Linked DNA regions of Oryctolagus cuniculus: region 2 is linked to region 1. Evidence: chromatin contacts called from public Micro-C data. All regions are on one chromosome and are shown on one strand. The core of a region is the stretch at or near the end of the contact, and the rest is flanking DNA. Distances in the headings are between cores, read along the strand shown.

Region 1 (6,231 bases), core at 3,726-6,225:
GCGCCGGCCTAAATAAAATCTTTTTAAAAAAATTTTTAAAAATAAAAACTTTAGGTATGGGAAGCCAACTGTAAAAACATAGAGACCCAATTATAAACATCAAAAAGGATTTAGCACTCAGATTGTAATTTCACCATTTTTTTAAGTTTTATTTGTGTATTTATTTATTGAATAGGTAGATTTAGAGAGATAGGAAGAGAGAGATCTCCCAACTAATGGTTCACTCCCCAAAAGGCCATAACAGCCGGGGGTAGGACAGGCCAAAGCCAGGAGCCAGGAGCTCCATCCAAGATTCCCAACCAGGTAGTAAAGGCCTTAGTACTTGCCTTCCCAAGCACACTAGCAGGAAGCCAGATGGCAAGTGGAATAAGCTGGAACTTTAACCAGCACTCTGATATGGGATGCCAGCATCAGAAATGGTGGCTCAGTCTGCTGCACTATAACACAGGCCCCTATAACTTCACTTTAGAATACATTTTTATAATACACCTCTTTAACCAATTTTTTTAACTTTTATTTAGTAAATATAAATTTCCAAAGTTCAGTTTATGGATTACAATGGCTTTTCCCCCCCATAACTTCCCTCCCACCCGCACCCCTCCCATCTCCTGCTCCCTCTCCCATTCCAATCACATCAAGATTCATCTTCAATTATCTTTATATACAGAAGATCCATTTAGTATATATTAAGTAAAGATTTCATCAGTTTGCACCCACACAGAACATAAAGTGTAAAACACTGTTTCAGAACTAGTCATAGCATTAATTCACACTGGACAACACATTAAGGACAGAGATCCTACATGAGGAGTAAGTACACAGTGACTCCTGTCAAGTGATCAATTTCAGTTCACAATTGATCACACTGATAGGTCTAAGACTCAAAGGGATCACACAAACAAGACTAGTGTCTGCTAATACTAACTGATAGAATAAAAAAGGGAGAGAATGATCCAACATGGGAAGTGGGATGCACAGCAGACTCATAGAATGACAGATGTGATGAACCAACAGATGCGCTGTGTTCTTTCTCAATCTTTCTCTCTGCCTCTCAAATTTCTTAAAGATGTAAATTACAAACACAGGAAATACTGAACAGTTAACATAAAGGGCCATGAGACAGCACTGGCACTCTACAGAGTCATGAAAAAAATTATGAGTGTGAAGACAGAAGCAGATGTAATGAAGATGTCCCCCATAAGAAAGAGAGGGAGCCATACATCTCCAGCACTGCTTAGGTTCTCCCCAGTGTTGAGTGCACATGGGGTAAGTTGGGGGCAACACTGTGGCTTAGTAGGTTAAGCCTCTGCCTGTGGCACCAGCATCCCATATGGGCACTAATTTGAGTCCCAGGTGCACCACTTCTGATCCAGCTCCACGCTGGTGGTGTGGGAAAGCAGTGAAAGATGACCCAAGTGCTTGGGCCCTACACCCACGTGGGAGATCCAGAAGAAGCTTCAGATTGGCCCAGCTCCGGCCAACGTGGCCATTTGGGGAGTTAACCAGAGGATGGAAGACTTCTTTCTTTCTCTTTCTCTCTCCCCTCCACCTTCTATAACTCTGCTTCTCAAATAAATAAAAATTAAAAAGAGAATGGGTCATTCATTTTTAGAAATTTATTAATAGCCTGAAAATGTCTAATATTTGTGATAGATTATTATAGATAAATATTCACTTCCTCCTTGCCTCTTTTGCTATGTCCAAGGAAAGTGTATACTTCCCTGCCCTTTAACTTTGGACTTGGCCAAGAATCTTACCTTGACCAAAACGATGTTAGTAAGCATAATGCAAGAGGGACTTAACATGTGTTGCCATGGGGGGCAGATAGTTGGTGCTGTGGTGAAGACACCACTTCAGATGTCTGCAGCTGGTATCAGAGTATCCCAGCTCTGCTTCCAATTCAGCTTCCTAATCTGAGAAGGCAGCAGATAATGGTTTAAGTACTTGGGACTTGTCACCCAAGTAGGAGACACAAACTGAGTTCCTGGTTACTGCCTCCAGCTTGCTCTAACCCTGGTTCTTACAGGCATGTGGAGGGTGAACCAGTCAAAGGAAGACTGGTTGAGCTTGCCCTCTTACATTTCTGCCATCACCATGAGAACATGTCAATCAGTCCAATGATTAGAGGCATGTGGACCAAGCATGCAGCACAGAGCCACTCAGTTGTTCACAGCCTCTGTCAGTACACAACCAGGTGATCCACAGATGCATAAATACATCAAGGCTCATGGTTGTATGTCATTACAATGGGGTGGTTGTTCGTTACTCAGCAATAGCTAACTGATATAATACCCTAAGGACTAGGTCCCATGGGCCACTTAAAAATTATCCCTACTCTCAAGCTGTCCACAAGCAATAGTATTTACTAAAAAGCAATTATCTAGGATCTGTGCTAGTGCAGAGGATGGAGGTTAATGATACATCTTCTTTTCCAAGGGAGAACTCCTATCCTAGTGAAAAAAACACTCTAATCAAATGATCATAAAACAACGTGATAAGGGATTTGCCAGCTGAGGATTTGGGGGTGGCTTTGCAGAAGAGTAGAATGAAATGGGGGTCTGAAGGATGAACAGTCATTCACCAGGTAGAGAAGAAGGCCAGCAGGCACCGGAGGCCAAAATATGAAATGTCAGAATGTGTGGAGTTCAACTGGTACCATAGTTGAAACTCGCCACTTTCTGACTTTGGCAGCAACCCAGAATGAATGCAAGTGCTGATGAGCTCGAGTTTTTACTGTACTAAGAAACAGTGAAGTCGTGTCACTGAGTAGCAAAAGCAGCAGTGTGTATCTCAACACTGACATACAGGCACAGGCTGAACATCCCTTCCCTTTTCTGAAATGCTTGGGACCCGAAGTGTCTCAGCTTTCAGATTGTGGAATATTTGCTTATACCTACTGAGCTATCTTGAGGATGACACCCAAGTCTAACAAGAAATTCATTTCTGTTTTATAAATCACTTATACACATAGCCTGAAGATCACTTTTCACAATACTTTTACTGCACATGCATTTTCACTGTGACCATCACATGTCAGGTGTGGAACGTCCCACTCTGGCCGCATGTCACACTAAGAAGTGTCAGATTTGGGAGCAATTCAGATTTCACATTTCTGGATTAAGGAGGCTCCGTGTGTGTATGACTCACTTTTTAGAAAAAGATTTATTTATTTATTTATTTGAAAGGTAGAACCACAAAGAGGCAGAAGGAGAGAGAGAGAAAGAGAGAGTGAGCGAGCTTCCATCCATCCACTGGTTCACTCCCCAGATGGCTGAAACTGAGGGAGCTGGGCAGATCTGAAGCCAGGAGCCAGGAGCTTCCTCCGGGTCTCCAACAGGTGCAGGAGCCCAAGCACTTGGGCCATCCTCTGGTGCTTTCCCAGGCCATAGCAGAGAGCTGGATTGGAAGTGGAGCAGCTGGGACTTGAACAGGCACTGACTTATGGCATCCGTATGGGATGCCGGCACTGCAGAAGGCGGGTTTAACCGCTAGGCCACAGCGCTGGCCCCGTGCGTGACTAATTTAAGACCCTTCCTTATTCACCAGTCGCTAATTCTATCTTAGAAGATGTTTACTTCACTACAGACAGTTCCAATAACAATGATCTATGAGAGTATTTTATTACCATTTATAACATGAATAGCAAAACCAGATCATTAATACTCGAGAAGACTGTCAATGCACAGTGAAGAAATGATCTTACTGAAGTCTAATGAGTTATGTCCCTATCAACACACAAAGGCCAAAGTATGCAAAAACGCGACAACATCCCCAAATACAAAAAGAAAAAAGCCACCCCCAAAATACAAAAAGTGCGATCTCCAGCAAGGCGGGCCGTAGCTAGGAGATGCTTCTCCAAGTAGTTAAGAAATGGAAAGTGTAGTCTTGAGAAGTTTTCGGCACAAAACCTCAGGCAGAGGCATGACACTGGTGTGTAGAACCAATCAACAGTCTTCACTTCCAGCGCTTTGGAAGGAGCGTTTGCACAAATGAGAATTTCCGTCACATCTGCATAGGGGCGAAGTGACCAGAACTACAGCAGCAACTCTGGAGTACGGGACGATCTCGTCACTAACAAGTAAGACAGCACACCCTGACGAGTATCTTGCTGATCGCTGCAAACGCCAACAGAAACGTCCCCATCCGAGGGAGAGGGGGAGGAGGAAGCCGGCAGCTCGGCCCACTCACTTCACCCACGGAAGACACCCAGGCAACGCGCGTAAGCCGACCGCGCCGATGGCCAAGAGCCGCGGGGCGAGCGGGACCGCCACCAGGGACCAGGCTGGGAGTTCAGAAGCCAGAATCTCAGGGAAGGAGACGGGACAGAAGCAGGATCGAAGCGCTGCCCGCGAAGGGGACTGGCGAGCAAGGCGGAAAGTTCCCCCGGCGCCGGCCAAAGTCCCGACAGGGGTCTTCTACTTCGATCCGAGTTTCCCCGGGGTTCAGCCATGGCTGCTCCCCGAGCCGCCCAACCCCACTGAATTCCTCCTTTTTGGTAAAACCACCACGTGAAGCAAAAGGGCACTTCTCGCGACAAGCGGAGCTGCGCAGGAGAACGCGCAGCGGTCGGTAGCTAGCTGGCCCCGCACCTGTGAGGGGAGTGGCCAGACGCACAGGTGAGGCGAGCGGGCTCTCCCTTACCTGCCGCAGGAGCTTCCACCGGGCAGCTCCGAGGGGCGCCGAGACTGGTGACCCCTGAGCGGCGCCGCCAATGTCCGAGACCCCACCCGTGGCTCGCTCCGTCTCGCCAGCCCCGCTGTCCGTGACACTGGACTCCATCCCACTGGACCCGCCAATACGCGGATGTGCAGCCAACCCAGCTCTCCCCTGTCAGGACCTGCTTACTTCTTCCCTGTCAGGACCTGTGATGGCCGGCCTCTCTTCTGAGGCACTTGCGCGCGCGCCCTCCCCGAATTCCGCATTTCCGGTATTCGTCTCCTTGACAACCAGAGCAGCGCCGGCACGTCATTGCACCATTTTTGCAGGTGGCCATCTTGAGTGAGGGCACGCCAGGTGGTAAGGGAGCTGTGGCCGAGCAAATAGGACGCTGTTTCTCCTTGTTTTCTGCCCTCCTAGTTCGTCTAGAGCTCAGAAGACTAGAAATTCTTTATTACAAGTCTTATATCTTTGAAGATTGCGTAACCTAGGGAGGGAAAATCCGCTCCATGACCACAACAAAAATGGCGAAATCTGCTTAGAGTTCGTGCTAGGTAGGGGTTACGTAAGCCGGCGTGCTGCAAACCAGCACTGGGCTGCTCTGGATAGGTTGTCGCTCTGCAGGCTGCAGCACGCAGACTTCGGCTCGACGGGGCTGTGGGCGCAGCTGTTGCTTTCTGAGAGCTTCAGGTTCTCCGACCTGCCTTCACTCGTTTGTGTCGCGAGCCAGACTGACTTTCAATTTGCGTACGTATTGTGGGGGGGTGCTGTGCTTGGGGGTCTCTTCCCCTTTCATCCAGCTACTCCCGCAACCGATGGGTCCCCGCTTTTTGACGCTTGTCCCTTGACTGCGGGTTCCCTGGTACCACTCCCTCTCGCACTCAGACCTTCTCATTTCTGGGTGCAAGGTTGCCCAGGAAAAACGAATAGGTTCCCTTGGGAACACCCGTTTGTCTGCCCCACCCCCGTCCCTAGCCTTGCCGGGTGGTCTGCGGATGCGTGATGGAGACGCGGGTGGCAGATGTGGTGATCTAGGGCCTTTGCAGACCCCGGTTGTCAGGGGCCCCCTTTGCTTGCTTCTTTCCTGTTTGCTAGCATCGCCTGCTCCGCAGCCCAACTCTCCCGCTGCTTTGCTGCGACACAGAAGACCTAGCGGGGCGAGGGCGTTTTATGGACGACTTGGGTGGTTCAACAGTGTGCAGCTGCCTCGGTGGTTCCTCTCCTAATCATAGTTGCTTACGTGCCGGACACTGTATTGAAGTTTAACATAAGTTATCATTTTATTCTTACAGCCAACAACCCGGGAAGGTAAATGATGTCATTACTTTACAGGTGGAGACACGGAGGCCCAGAGACATGGTTAAGTGCAGGAGCCACATGTGAACCTGGGCCTCTGATTTACTAGCTATCAGGTCCATTAAAACCCACCACCCAGCAGGATCGAGAGCCTTCACATTTTATTTTTGCATCTCGCCATGTTTTTTAGTCTTTTTTTTTTTAAGAGCTGAATACCTGTTTAACGTTAGAGTCCATTATGAAGCCAGATTGGACTTTTTTCCCATACTGCTTACTGCC
Region 2 (5,689 bases), core at 1,740-4,239, 210 kb after region 1:
CAACCAGGGAGTGAACCAGTAGATGGAAGATCTCTCTCTCTGCCTCTCCTCTCTCTGTGTAACTCTGACTTTCAAATAAATAAATAAATCTTTAAAAAAAGAAAAAAGAAGCAAGAAATCAGACACCCAGTGTGTTTAAAGCTCTGCTGGTCACTTCTAAGAAAACAATCACACCAACAAATCCAGAGCCCACGATGCGTCATAGCAGGTCAAGCCTCCACCTGCAAGGCAGGCATCCTATATGGGTGCCGAATTTGAGACTCGGCTGCTCCACTTCAGATCCAGCTCCCGGCTAATGCACATGGAAAAGCAGAAGATGGCGCAAGTGTTTGGGCCCCTGCACACAGGTGGGAGCCCAGGAGGAAGCTCCTAGTTTGTGCCTGGTCCAAGCCTGCCCGTTGCTGCCATTTAGGGAGTGAACCAATGAATGGAAGACCTCTCTCTCCCTCCCTCTCTGTAACTCTGCCTTTCAAGTAAATAAAAAATTACGCTTTAAAACACACACGCAAACAAATCCAAAGGCTAAGGTACAAAACTGGAGAAATTTTTTAAAAATTGATATAAAAGCTCAAATAAAAATATACTACTCCTTGCTAATAATACATTAACATAAAAACCACTGCAGAAAACTGTGATAAGACATTATGAGAGGAAAACACAAACAACAACCATTAAAAGGAAAAAAAAGACAAAGGCGGCTTTGAGAGAAAGCAAGCACAGCTAAAAAAAAAAGCTAATCCTGAAAAAAATTCTGTTCCAAACATTAAATTTTAAAACTTTTATAATAACACACAGTCCATTTGGGAGACCTACAAAATCTCATCTTTTAAAAAAAAAATCACCATTTTAATATTACTTCAACTAGACATTTCTTTTAAAAACCTGTACTCTTGGAAAAGTCCATCATAATAATTAGAACAACTTGCCTCACTATCAAGAAATGCTCCATTTAAAAGTAGGCCAACAATAGGACTCTGCTATTGCACAACAGAGAAAGTAAATGAAATAATATCTATTAACATGCAGCGTCCATGGCAAGTTTCTCCATCTCCCAGGACATACCGTGACTTACAATGTCTTCCCTGAACCAGCTACCACTTCTCCATCCATGCAGTAGCTCAAATAAAGAGAGTTCCTGTGTTAATCCCACAATAAACCTCAGTAATTCTCACATCACAGGAGTTGTAAACGTTTGTTGACAGAAAAAGAATGTTTTTCCCAAAATAGCTACATAACACGAAGACTACTAGAATTCCTAAATAATCCTTCGACAAGACTCCTGCCAACTTTATTTTGATAGGTTAAACATGTGGAGACTATTTTAAAGGCTCTTTAACAGTGACTTTATCCAAACAGCTTCTAGCTTTATCCTACAGTTTTGTTTTTTTTCTAAGTTTTGGAAGACTCGAATCCCGACGACTTCTGGCTGCTACCAAACGCTTAAGGAAACACTTTTGCCAAATAGGATGGGCCAACGTCCTAGATCTGCTAAAGCTGACACGAGAGGTCACGCAACTTCAAAAAAAAAAAAAAACAAAAAACGAAGAAGTAACTATTTGCAACACTCGCTGGGTCCTTCATCTTTAAAATTACTTCAGTGTCATTTATACACCCCACGTCTAATACTACTGTCTGTAAAGAACACCAGGTTTAAAGCATTAAATAAAACGGATCGACAAAGCTGATCAGCCTCTTGTTTATGGGGACCCTGGCAGACCGGGGTCCTGACCACAGCAACTCCGCTGCTAAGAATGACATCGAAAAGGACGGGGTTGGGAAGGCCGGGAGGCTGATGAGAAGAGAGACAGGCTCAGGGCCGCCGAGGAGGAAGGGCACGGGGGGACGCCCGGAGCGGGGGCTGAACGAGGAAGTGCAGCGGGGCGCAGCGCGAGGCTCGGGCTGAGCGAGCGTCTCCCGGTCAGCCGCGCACCGGGCAGCGGCGGGCCGGGCCCGCGGAAGCCCAGCGCTTTCTCGCCAACGAGAGGCCGGCAGACTGCGGCAGAGACCGGGGAGCAGTTGACTTTCCCGGCGTTCGAGCAAACTCCTGTGCCCTCCCCGCGCCCTAAGCCGAGAGCGGAGGCGGCGGCCAGGCAAAAGGGCCTACCCAGCAGCCAGGCCCGGCATTCCGCTGCCCAGACCCGGCGGCAGAGCGGGGACAGAGGCCCCGGCCCGCAGCCCGGCGCACCCAGGAACGGCACCCGGGCCTCGGCGAGGCCGCCGGCCGTGTCCCCTCCGGCGAGGCGCCGAGCGGCCTTACCTGGGGCGAGGGAGGGAGGCGAAGTCTAGGGCTTCTCGCTCGCGCCCGCCGCCGAGCCCCCTGCTGCTCTCGGCCCAGGTTTCCAACCGAGGCACGGCCCAGCCCCAGCCGTCGCTTCGCCCTCGGGGTCTCGGCCACTGCCTCCGCCGCCTCCGGGGCTGTTTACACCGCCCAGCCCCTCACGCCGCCGCCGCCGCCGCTGCCGCCTTCTCTCCACCCTAGCGCCGCTGCCGATTCGGCCGCCGCCACCTCCTCCGCCGCAGCCTCGTCTCTCTGGAGCATCTTCCAGCCAGCGAACACTGAGAAACAGAGACTCCAGCTGCGCCGGCAGGAAACTCCCCCGCAACTGCCAGGGGGACCAGGCGGTCAGAGCACCGGCGGCTGTTCCGCCATTGAGCAGCAGCCGCTCGGCTCCTTCTGCAACCCCCTCCCCGTACCCGGTCGTCCCCGCCCCTCGGCGAGCCCCGCCCCCCCCGCGCCCGCTACTGGGACACCACGCGTCCTCTCGCGGCCTCCGGTTTGTTGAGAGGCCCGTCAATCACCGCTCCCCTCCCTATTCGGCTCACCTGGTACCTCCAGACTTAGTTTCCCCGCCTACACGGCCCCGCCTCTGAGTTCCTAATTTCCCATTGGACATCAGTGACCACATTCAATTGGCAAGACCAACTATCCATCAAACACCGCCCACTGAGTGAGACCCAACCCTTCATTACCATTGACTTCATTCAGCCCCGCCTCCGCTGCGCACCACCTCCTGGACGTCGTGGACCAGCCCACCCTACCGCCCATACGCGAGGGACTACGTCAATCAAATTACGCCCACCTGCGCCCCGCCCCGCACAGCCCGAGCCTCAACAGCTCCCTTCCCTTATTGGTCCAAACGGTGGTCCGAACTCTCAGTCATTGGCTTTGTGTGTGTGTCCGTCACTGAATCAATTTCCAAGTCCGTCACACGGACGTTTTTTAAATGAACGCGCAAAAGGCGGGGAGGTATCCGAAAGCGATTGGCTGGCCGTCAAAAACGGTCAACCCCACAAAGTATGCGGGTCCTTCCCGTTCTGCCAGAGCCGTGCCCCCTTAACTCTGACCTCTAAGCCTTGAGTTAAACAACCGCCATAAAGGACCCAACGGGCTGGCCAGTTATAGGTGTGGAGGCCTAGACCCACCCGCCATTGCAGGGGGCTGGCTACTGATTGGCTAATAAAGTCCTCCTAGGCCCCTCATTGGAGGAAATAAACGCCTCTCTTCGGCGAAGAGACGGGAAGCGACAGCACAGACGAAGCCCAGAAACGGGCTGGGAAGAGGCGGTTGTTTTGCTGCGGCCGCGGGTGGAGGGTGGGAAACGGGGAAGGCAGGGCTCTGGGGAGGTGTTGCGGGGAGGAGAAAGACCCGGATGTTTCCTAACAATGAAATCATCGCAGACCAATCAGAGCCGCTCGGCCAGGCTACCTGCCGGACCTGTCTCCGGAAGGGAAGGGAGTGGGCGGGAAATTGAGGAGCAGCCAGCTGAGAACGTGGGACAGGTGATCCTGTCAGTAGGATTTTCTGCTGCGAGGGGTTACTTTCATTTCTTATTCGCCCAAATGCCTGGCGTTCAGCCGTAGACATTTCCTTGTTTGGTTTTTTCCAGTCAGCATGGATTTAAAAGAGAACTCCTGAGCTTGGCTCTGACGTTGACTAACTCGTTCCTTTTGCTGTTAATGAACGCCTGCTGTTTGCCGGGCTGGAGATAGAAAAGTAAATTAGGCAAAGGCGGTGCAGGAGGATAGGTAATAATTGAAACCCTTCAAGGATGGTGACGGCATAAAGGATCCTAACCTGGGCATGGGTTTGCCGAGGAAAGCTCCAGAACGAATGGCAGTGGGACTCAGTAGGCAAAAGATGGAAGTGACGGTGATTTCCTCCTGCGGCCGACTTAGACTAGAAGCTGTTGCCAAGTTTGTTCCCCCAAAGAGGCATTTCAGTACTTCCCTTAGGTTATTTTTTATGCAAATGCCCTGAAAAAGGATTTAAACCTCAGTCATACCTTCTTGTAAGTTGGTCTTGGCAGACAATTTAAGCTCAGATTCAACAAAGGGCTTCTCCACTTAGGAGCTGTCTGTGTTTTGGGGAGAAGGGCAAATTTGGGAATAGACAATTGCACAGGCCCATGGTGAGGATGGCAGAAATAAAACCTAAGACTCGATTTCAATTCAGGCTGTGTTTTAACCTACTCAGGTTTGTATGAGGAAGGATGGTGCTTCTTACAGCAAGTGGAATAAACACCCAACATCAGAATCAGCTGGGGCACAAATTCTCAGATGCACTCATGCCTACAAAATCAGCGACTCGGGGATAAGGCTCAGAAAGGTAAATTTTTAAATAGTTCCCCAGATGATTTTTTATCATACTAACGTTTGAAACTCACTGGAATGGGAAAGAGGCAGCCATGAGTGGAAATTCCACTTCCCCACTTTTTATACAGTGAGAGAAAAAGTAGTATTCATCATCAATATGGGATCATACAACTGTCATGAAGTACTAACAGTATGATTTTTTTGGATATATTTCCTTAAATGGCACCTCTCTGCCTGACATAGCTCATTATAAGGGAGAGAAAATCTAGTACCTCAACTTCCAAAAATAGGAACCATGGTAAAGATCAAAAAGTGAACACCTGGGGACGCTTGTCTTTGAGACTCCAAGCAGCCACAGAAGGGTCTCAAAGCAGTTGCTTTTTATTTGTTTCAGAGTTATGTATGTATGTATTTGAAAGGCAGAGTTAGGGATACTGTCCATTTGCTGGCTTACTCCTCAAATGCCTACAACAGCCAGGGGTAGGTCAGGCTCCAAAGCCAAGAGCTGAGGAGCCCAAACTTTCACCCAGGTCTCCCATGTGGCTAGCAGAGACCCAAGTACTAGGACCAACACTTGCTGCCTCCCAGGGGGTGCAAGAGCCAGAATCAGCAGAGTCAGGACTCAAACCTAAGACACTGATGTGGAATGTACGCGTCCCAAATGGCATCTTAACCACTGTGCCAAAACCCCAAATTGGTCTTTCCGTGTAAATAACATTGACCTTGTAAAGGGAAAGAAGAGAAATATGTAGAAAAAATCAGCAGATCTCATAGTCTGGGGGCCCCCTGAGAGTCCAGAGGGCAACACTATTTTCATAACAACACTGACATTATTTGCCTGTTTGATTCTCACTCTCTCACAAGATACAGTGTAGTTTTCCAGAGGCTACAATAGCATGTGTGTGTTTAACAGACTGAATGTAAAAGCACTTATGGGAATTCAGCTATGTTCTGTTAAGCCAGCTGTTAAAGAAATTTGCATTACTAATGTTTTGTTTGTTTTGGAAAATACAGTTGTTTCATCTTAAAAAAATATTTGGGGGGGGGCGGCACTATGGCATAACAGGTTAAGCCACCTCCTGCCTCCGTTTTGGAT

What was found. Hi-C and Micro-C count contacts between places; a contact is called where the count stands out from the background.
Region 2: a contact with region 1 is called in a Micro-C map of ear pinna, with 8 times the contacts expected there. The contact joins the promoter of PPM1B here to the promoter of PREPL in region 1. A contact is called at or near these places in 3 of 6 Hi-C or Micro-C datasets (ear pinna, psoas muscle and an unstated tissue).

The regions. Positions count from the first base shown.
Region 1 is chr2:158,375,034-158,381,264 of mOryCun1.1, forward strand. It overlaps PREPL (prolyl endopeptidase like), which reads left to right and starts at 4,976. Exons shown (of 15, transcript XM_070069182.1): 1 at 4,976-5,403. It overlaps CAMKMT (calmodulin-lysine N-methyltransferase), which reads right to left and starts at 4,916. Exons shown (of 8, transcript XM_070069190.1): 1 at 4,642-4,916. The coding sequence starts at 4,779.
Region 2 is chr2:158,590,538-158,596,226 of mOryCun1.1, forward strand. It overlaps PPM1B (protein phosphatase, Mg2+/Mn2+ dependent 1B), which reads right to left and starts at 2,990. Exons shown (of 7, transcript XM_051842958.2): 1 at 2,971-2,990.